2 separate regions of the Mus musculus genome follow, and region 2 is linked to region 1. The links are chromatin contacts, called in public promoter capture Hi-C maps. All regions are on one chromosome and are shown on one strand. Each heading gives the region's core, a stretch centred on a gene start, on an enhancer-like site or on the middle of the called end of the contact. The rest is flanking DNA. Distances are from core to core; before and after follow the strand shown.

Region 1 (4,131 bases), core at 437-2,936:
ACCGGCTTGTCTTTCAAAGTCCCTTTCCATTCCTTGGAGTTTCTCATGCTTTGGTCTTTTCTGGACAGTGTGCTCAGAGCAGCAAAAGTGGACTTGTGTGTGTTGCTGGGCAGGAGGGGCGTGACCGCATGGTGTAGGGTTGGAAGGATGAACAGTGCTTCGTCAGCTCCAGACTCAGGAAGCGCCGAGGCAGTGTATCCCTGAGCAGCACAGGACCAGAAGAGCTGGAGAGGGGCTCCAACCCTGTGCCCTGGCTTTCTTCCTCCTTAAGAACAGTTTTGGGGCCAGCAAGATGGCTCAACAAGGAAAGACATTTGCCATCAAACATGACTACCTGAGTCCCACATTCCCACATTGTAGGAGAGAAACAACTCCCACAAGTTGTCCTCTGACCTCCATAGGCTCTCTCTGTGTGTCTATATCGTTGTCTGTCTCTGTCTGTCTCTGACTGACTCTCTCTCTCTCTCTCCCTCTCTCTCTCTCTTTCTCTCTCTCTCTCTCTCTCTCTCTCTCTCTCTCTCTCACACACACACACAAATAGTGCCCCGTATGTAGTACCTACATAGTGTAGTGGGTACAATCTTACACTATCATGGCCTAAGTCAGGAAATATCCTCCCGTGGAAGAAAACCCACCAGGACAAGACCTGGAGGGGAAATGGTTCAATGTCCACCACAGGTCTTCATGAACGAAGTGGCTCTCAGGATGGGACAGAGCAGGGGTAGAGAGCAGGGGCAGAGAGAGCCTGCAGAGCAGCTATGATGGAAGCAGGGGATGACAAATGTGGAGTCAGGACACTTGGGTGCAAGGTTGCCACCATTGATGCGTTACAGGATCCTGGGTAGGTCAGTCTCCATCTCTGGGCTTCGGGGTCCTCCTGTGTAAAATTGGAGCTGTGGGGGTGGCCTAGGTAACCATCCATGTCCTTTCAAGCTAGGTGTCTACAAGTTTACTTGTGGTGGAACGCCTTTTTGACCTTTTTCTCTGAGTCAGAGACAGCTCGATGGCCATATTTATACTGCACTCTTGTCTGGTAATTTCATTTTACATTTTTTCTTCTAGTATTCTTAGGGTTCTTCCCTTTGAAAGAACTTAACTCTTTCAAACTTGAGCTGAAAAGAGGGAGGGGCAGGGTTCCCCCTCCCTGGCCGGGCAAAAGGATGGCAGTCACAGGTTGATCAAGTGCCCTGGCTCGCCTGGGACTGAGGGGTTTCCCAGGACAGGGGACTTTCTTTGGTTCTGGGCAAACTGGGATGGTTGGTCACCCTAGTGATAAGGAAAGTGAGTGTGTAGAGGAGGCTGGGAGTACTCTTTTCTTAGCCCCTTCTATGAGGAGTTCCCCAAGTCTATATGCATCCCTCATAGAGATCCAGTGAGCAGAAGGGAGGGGCAGCCTTCACACCAGACGCCTGGCCCAGTTCAGACCATGAGTGCCAGGAAAGGCACTGAAATGCTTGCGTAGTACTGACTCTGTGGGGGGAGTTTCCCTTTTTCTTAAAAAAAAAGAAAAGAAAAGAAAAGAAGGGGGAAAACACACACACACACACACACACACCAGAAAAGACTCAGTGGAAAAAAAAAAAAAAAGAGATGAGTCGAGAGGCAAGCAGCAAGCCCTCACTGGCCCCAGGAGACCGCACATGGCTCATTTGTTTAAGTTTGCAGCTGACGCCTGCCACCTCTCCATAGGCACCAGCACAAACCTTCTCGACATCAGACAGTGACCAGCCTGGTGACGCAGAGCTGCAGCTATGAACTACCCACTAACCCTGGACATGGGCTCCATCACATACAATATGGATGACCTGGTGAGTCAAGTCATGTGGCTCCCTGCTGCTCTGGTCCTGCTTGGAACTTTAAATATACTATGTCAAGGAAGAGGGGATAGCTTGGGAATCCCGCCGCAAGGATTATAGAACATAGGCAAATACATCCACTTTTAGACTCTTATTGTCTCCCATATCTGTTGCCCTTAATAGATGCCAAAGGGAGGTGGGAGACACAGGATCAGGTTTGGCATCTCCTGCTGTGTGACTGAGGACCCAGCTCTGCCTCTTGCTTCTTTAACAGAGAAGTTTATCTTGTCTCCCTGAGTTAGAATGGCAAAGTCATTTGGAAGGGGTATTTTTGTTTGCTGCTTTTTTTTTTTTTTTTTTTTGAGACTGAGCTTCTCTGTGAAGCAAGCATTGGCTGTCCTGGAACTCTGTAGACCAGGTTCAAACTCACCTACTACCTGCCAAGTACTGAGATTAAACGTGTGCGCTGCCGCTGCTGCTGCCGCCGCTGCCACCACCACCACCTGGCTGGAAGTTTTCTTCATGTCAGTTTGCTGGCAGTGCTAGTCAATCAGGCAGTGTGGAGTTGTTGGCTGGGAGAGGAGGGGTGGGCAGAGTACTCAGTTGGTAGAGTGCTTGCCGAGTGTGCATGCTGCTAGGCTCATCCTCAGCTTGCACAGAGTGTGGTGGTACACACCTATAATCCCGGCATGAGAAAGGTGGAAGCAAAAGACTCAGGGGCGGGAGCCTAGAACACATTGAGACCTTGTCTCCAAAAGAAGGTATATATAATTGTTCATCTTGCTGAATGACTTGATCATTAAGGCACAATACAACATCCATCTGTGTTGGGTGGAGAGACTGAGAACATAATCTTTGCCCTCAAGTCACTGATGGTCCAGACAAGGTGGAGCTAATCCCTGGCTGGAAGGCTTTAGACAGTGATTTTGTATAGATGAAGAAAGCATGAGGCCAGACGTGGCAAGGAAGAGGACCCCAGGGGTCAAAGTCATGCAGCTGTATTGCTCCTAAAAACACCTTGGAGCATGTCGCTTTGCCCTGGGAGGGACTGTCATCTCTAGAGATACAGTATCTTGGAAGAGCTTCTTAGGTGGGAGCTTAAGAAAGAAACAAGCAAAGAAAGGAAGCAGTGCCTGGCACCCTCTCCGCCCCCTGCCTGAGTGTCTTCCAGTTAAGCATAGGAGTTCACTTGACTTGGCTGCTATTGGACTACCAAAGGATATTGTTAGGAGCAGTTCAAGTGGGAAAACCCAGGGCTGTGGGGCTGTGGGTTATGGGCATCAGTAGACTTAGAACCTTCATCATGGCCTTATTCTCTATGAACTCCAAACCCAGAGTCCTATCAGCTCTCCTGCCCTAATCACACCTTGAGGTGTTTCCCCCCGACTCTCCCAGCTCGCCAGGATCTGTGGTCTGCTTTATCATTCTTCCCACTATGTCGCTGGGCTTGCTGAACCTGCTCAGCTGGCATCACTTGGGCACTCATGGGGATTCTGCAAATAAAAGGACCTCAGGCTTGGCTCAATGCTTTCTGTTGTCTTGAAAAAATTTGGGGGGTGGGGTTGTTTGTTGGCTTGTTTGTTTGAAACAGAGTCTCTGTGTAGCCTAAATCTGCTTCAAACTCATAGTCCTCTTGCCTGAGTCCTTTGAAAACCTAACTGTTCTACAGGGGAGTGTGCTCCCACGCTTGCTTGCCCTCATCCCCACTGCCAGCTGCCCCTGATATGGTTAGGTGGTATCTTCTGCCCTCAAGCTGACCATCAGCCCTGACCCACTTGGATGCCTTTGTAACCACCTGGAGACCTGGCCGTTCCTGGCTTCTGAGAAACCTCAAGAGTTTCCCCTAACTGCACGCCTCACATCACAGTGTGACCTACTAGAGACAGGTGGTAGTGGGGGCCAGAGGGACAGCAGGACGTGCTCATGACATGAAGCAAACCTACATTCCAAGGAGAGAAGCAAAGAAACTTCTTTCATGACACATATCAAACCCAAGGCCCTGAGCTATGTGCCCAGACATCTAGCTAGGAGTCCAGGGGTTCTAAGACAACCCTGTCCCTGGAGTCCTTCAATCAGACACGTTCTTCCTTCACCCACCACCCACTCTCTTCAAGGGTGGTTGTCACTCTGAAACACAGATCCTCCTCTTTGGCCCCACTCACCTTCTAAAAGGCCATGACCGGCCTTGGCATACTGCCCTATTCTGTCATAGCATGCATGTCCTGGAAAGACAGAACTGGCAGAAAAGTTTAGCATTAGTGGCTTCTCCATAAAACAATGGGTTTCTGTTTTGCTCTGTCTGTCTGTCATACTGGACAAGACAGTATGACAAGGC
Region 2 (4,131 bases), core at 409-2,908, 120 kb after region 1:
GCTACACAGAGGAAACCCTGTCTCGAAAAACAAAAAAACAAACAAACAAAAAAAATCCCACCAGAGGCAGGAGAATAATTTGCCCGGACAACAAAGTGAGATGGCATTCCAAAATAACAAGGCAAGGTGGTACTCTGGACTTTAATCCCAATTAACGGAGAAGCAATAAATAAATAAATAAAAAGGGCCAGGAATTCAAGGACTGCAAAGGAATGCAGGACACTGAAGTTACTAAAACTTAAGACTCTGGAAGTCAGTCTATCCTTCATAAGTCTTTCCAGTCATACTGCTCCCAACAAGACAATGCACTGGTAAGAACAAGGGCACATCACCTACCTTTACTAAGGAGCTCCTGAAGGGCTGCCCTGGCCAAGGAACCGCGAATCTTCAGTCTCTCAGAGACCACGGCTGGAGTAATAAGCTTATAGTTCGGAACCTCCTTACAGAGCTTGTCGTATGTCGCTTTGTCGAACAGGACAAGATTGTTCAACTTGTCCCGAACTTTGCCTTTGGACCACTTCTGCTCATCAAAACAAATGAGAACCAGTCAGAACCATCCCTTTGCTCCCTAACATCAAGCATCTGAGAAAGCTCTGTCACGATCATCTCAGGGAAATTAGAGACTTCTTGGCTTATTGCATTGGCAACTTTGGAGTCGCTATCAGATACCCTGAAGACCAGACATATGCCTTACAGTTCATAGCAGTAGCAAAACTATTAAGTAGCAACAACAAAAATAATTTCATAAAAAAAAAAATAATTTCATGAGCTGGGCAGTGGTGGCACATGCCTTTAATCCCAGCACTCGGGAGGCCGAGGCAGGCAGATTTCTAAGTTCGAGGCCAGCCTGGTCTACAGAGTGAGTTCAGGACAGTCAGGGCTATTCAGAGAAACCCATCTTGAAAAAACAAATAGTAATTTCACAGCTGGTGGTCAAAAGGGGAACCATCTTAAAAGGGTCGTAACATTAATAAGGTTTAATACCATTACTTTATAAAAGTATTACACCACTGTATTCTTAAAGTGACTATGTGATTTTAGAATTCGGTATCTGGGGAAAAACTTACAGCACAAGTTCACGACAGGTCCCACAGATTCCCATTACAAATAGCTATCGCCTACCTTCTTCTTGGCCTTGCCACCAGATTTATTTACTGGGTCTTTATCCTTTTTGGCCGACTTTCCGGCATCTTTCTTCTTCTTGTCGTCTTTGGGAGGCTAGGGGAAGAAAGCGGGAGTGCAGGCCAGTCACATGGTGGTCCCATGCACCCCGATCGCAGCCCTTCACCCACCCAGGCGCCGCCGCCGGAGCACATGGACACGATGGCGGCAGCCGCCCGGAGAGGCAGGCCCGCGGGTCACGAAGCAGTCCGTGTAGGGTCGCCTCCACCTCCCCCCAGCACCGCCCGATCCTCTGAACCCCACTGCTCAACCCTCGCGGGCCTTACCATGGCGAAGCTCAGAGAGTCGTGTAGACCACAGCAGCCTCGCTAAGATGTCGGAAAAAAAGGAAGCCCGGTGGCCCAACAATCCCAGAAACCTCTGCCTCGAGAGAGTACTTCCGGGGCAATGGGTGGAGCCACGTCTTGGCTAAACTCCGCCTCTTGTGGGATGGGATAGGGGGCGTGACTTCCAACCTGCAAACTCTGAGACTGGTCGTAAAATTGCTGCACTTTGCTGCGGGTCACCCAACAGCCACTAATTCTCTGCTCTGTCACTGAGAAATACAGTAGGCCAGTTCCCAGAAATGTGTTTGTTAAAGCAATGGGGGCCTTGGCTTGCGCGTGCGCTTTAGGAGGGGGGAGGGCCGCAGGAGGGAGAGCAGAGGCGAGGCTATGACACCAGTTCCGGGACTGGAGCGCCTGGAAGGGGCGGGATCGTAGTACCCTATCCGTAGCACAGTGATGGCGATTTTTAGCGTGTACGTGGTGAACAAAGCCGGCGGCCTGATTTACCAGTGGGACAGCTATTCGCCACGGGCTGAGGCTGAGAAGACTTTCAGTTACCCGCTGGACCTGCTGCTGAAACTGCACGACGAACGCGTGCTGGTCGCTTTCGGCCAGCGCGACGGCATCCGGGGTGGGCCGGGCTCGAGGGCGGGGCTGGCGCTGCGGAAGTGGGCTGGTGCGGGGTGGGAGTGGGAGTGAGAGTGAAAGAATGGGAGTGGGAGTAAGCGGGGCGGGGAGTGGCCCGGGCCATCTCTGATCCTTAGCCACTCTTCTTGTAGTGGGCCATGCAGTGTTGGCCATCAATGGCATGGACGTGAATGGCAAGTACACGGCTGACGGGAAAGAAGTGCTGGAGTATCTGGGTAACCCTGCGAATTACCCGGTTTCCATCCGATTCGGCCGGCCCCGCCTTACCTCTAACGAGAAGCTTATGCTGGCCTCGATGTTCCACTCGTAAGTTTCCCTACCCCTTTTAAACATTTCCTCCCCTGACTAGTGCATCTGTCTCTAGGCCGGCTAAAGTGTTTCTTTGTGTACTTAAAGAGGTACAATTACTGTGTACCTCTTTAAGTGGCTGAACTCTTTTTATGAAGAAATGTCAACTATAGCCAGGTTTGAGGTAGTTTGATTTTTGCCCAGTCAGGTCTTGTCCTCTTGACCCTAGTTTCTTCATCATTAACATAAGGTAATTGAATTTTTGAAAAAAAAAAATTTGGGGGGGATAGGGTTTCTCTTCAACTTCTGTATTAGGGTTTTACTGCTGTGAACAGACACCATGACCAAGGCAAGTCTTATAAAAAACATTTAATTGGGGCTGGCTTACAGGTTCAGAGGTTCAGTCCATTATCATCAAGGTGAGAGCATGGCAGTATCCAGGCAGGCATGACGCAGGAGGAGCTGAGAGTTCTATGTCTTAATCCAAAGGCTGCTAGTGGAAGACTAGGTTGTCTTGGAACTCACTCTGTAGACCAGCCTAGCCTCAAACTCAGAGATCCACTTCTCTCTGCCTTCCAAGCGCTGGGTTTAAAGGCGTGTGCCAATCACCACCACCACCACTTAATTAGATAATTAAATTAAGTGGACATTGAAATTCTTTCTGTAGCCGGGCGTGGCGCATGCCTTTGATCCCAGCACTTGGGAGGCAGAGGCAGGCGGATTTCTAAGTTTGAGGCCAGCCTGGTCTATAAGGGTGAGTTCCAGGACAGCCATGGCTACACAGAGAAACCCTGTCTCAAAAAAAAAAAAAAAAAAAAGAGAAAGAAAGAAAGTCTTCCTGTGACTGCCTGTAGTGTAAGGTGTGTTGACATAGCAGTAGCCATGAACTAATAAGGTACGTATTCCGTAGCATGTTGGCTTTAGCTAACACGTTTAGTATAACATGTTTCAGTTTGGGGCTGAAGAAATGGTTTGGTGTTTGCTGTTCTTGCAGAGAGCTAGCATCCACATGGTGGCTCACAACCAACTCCTATTGGAAGGGACGTGATGGCTTCTTCTGGCTTCCATAGTCACCAGGCACATATGTGGTACACATGCATCCATGCAGGCAAAAACACTCATACACTTCCATAAGCCCATTTTTAGTTTTTATTGCTACATAAAGCAGCCTACAGAGGCGGCTAGAGATGGAGTGACTTCTCTGTCACCAGGTGACTAAGTGAGATGGTAAATAAAAATTAAATAAATCTTAGGGAAACAATGTTTTGTAGCAAAGTGTATAAGATATAGTGTGTACAGAAGGGAGATAAACCTAAAAGAAATGTTGACACTCCTGCTAGACTGTTCACAGTATTTCTCCTGACTGGCCCTGGAAAGTGAATTCCTCCAAAGATTGGGTACTTGAGTGGAAAAGGTTGAGGACTTTCCCTTCATGTCACATGGTGCATTCCCAACTTTACCTCTTTTGCATACAGGCTCTTTGCCATTGGTTCCCAGCTATCTCCGGAACAGGGCAGTTCAGGCATTGAGATGCTGGAAACAGACACCTTCAAACTGCACTGCTTCCAAACACTGACAGGTATGTGCCTACAGAGGTCATAGGGATAGATGGAGCACATTAGTCCAGTATGGACCAAGGGACTGACCCGAGAAAGCTTAGGTAAACAACAGGGATGGTGTCAGGTTTCCCGGGCACACATGTACAACACACCCATTTTTACAAAGCCACTCTTGGTTTTTTGTTTTT

Evidence for each region. Capture Hi-C pulls out chosen DNA fragments and counts their contacts.
Region 2: a promoter capture Hi-C map of adipose tissue shows a contact between it and region 1. The contact joins the promoter of Trappc4 here to the promoter of Cxcr5 in region 1. A contact is called at or near these places in 2 of 39 promoter capture datasets (the HPC-7 cell line and liver), 2 of 484 Hi-C or Micro-C datasets (B cells and regulatory T cells), 7 of 115 datasets of contacts at active chromatin or transcription factors (the SCID.adh cell line, bone marrow-derived macrophages, effector CD8 T cells and 2 more) and 3 of 9 other capture datasets (adipose tissue, liver and pancreatic islet).

Annotation. Positions count from the first base shown.
Region 1 is chr9:44,523,999-44,528,129 of GRCm38.p6, reverse strand. It overlaps Cxcr5 (chemokine (C-X-C motif) receptor 5), which reads left to right and starts at 1,686. Exons shown (of 2, transcript NM_007551.3): 1 at 1,686-1,808. The coding sequence starts at 1,752.
Region 2 is chr9:44,405,075-44,409,205 of GRCm38.p6, reverse strand. Trappc4 (trafficking protein particle complex 4) reads left to right here and starts at 1,658. Exons shown (of 5, transcript NM_021789.2): 1 at 1,658-2,079; 2 at 2,228-2,402; 3 at 3,860-3,963. The coding sequence starts at 1,905. It overlaps Rps25 (ribosomal protein S25), which reads right to left and starts at 1,492. Exons shown (of 5, transcript NM_024266.3): 1 at 1,449-1,492; 2 at 1,123-1,218; 3 at 337-520. The coding sequence starts at 1,451.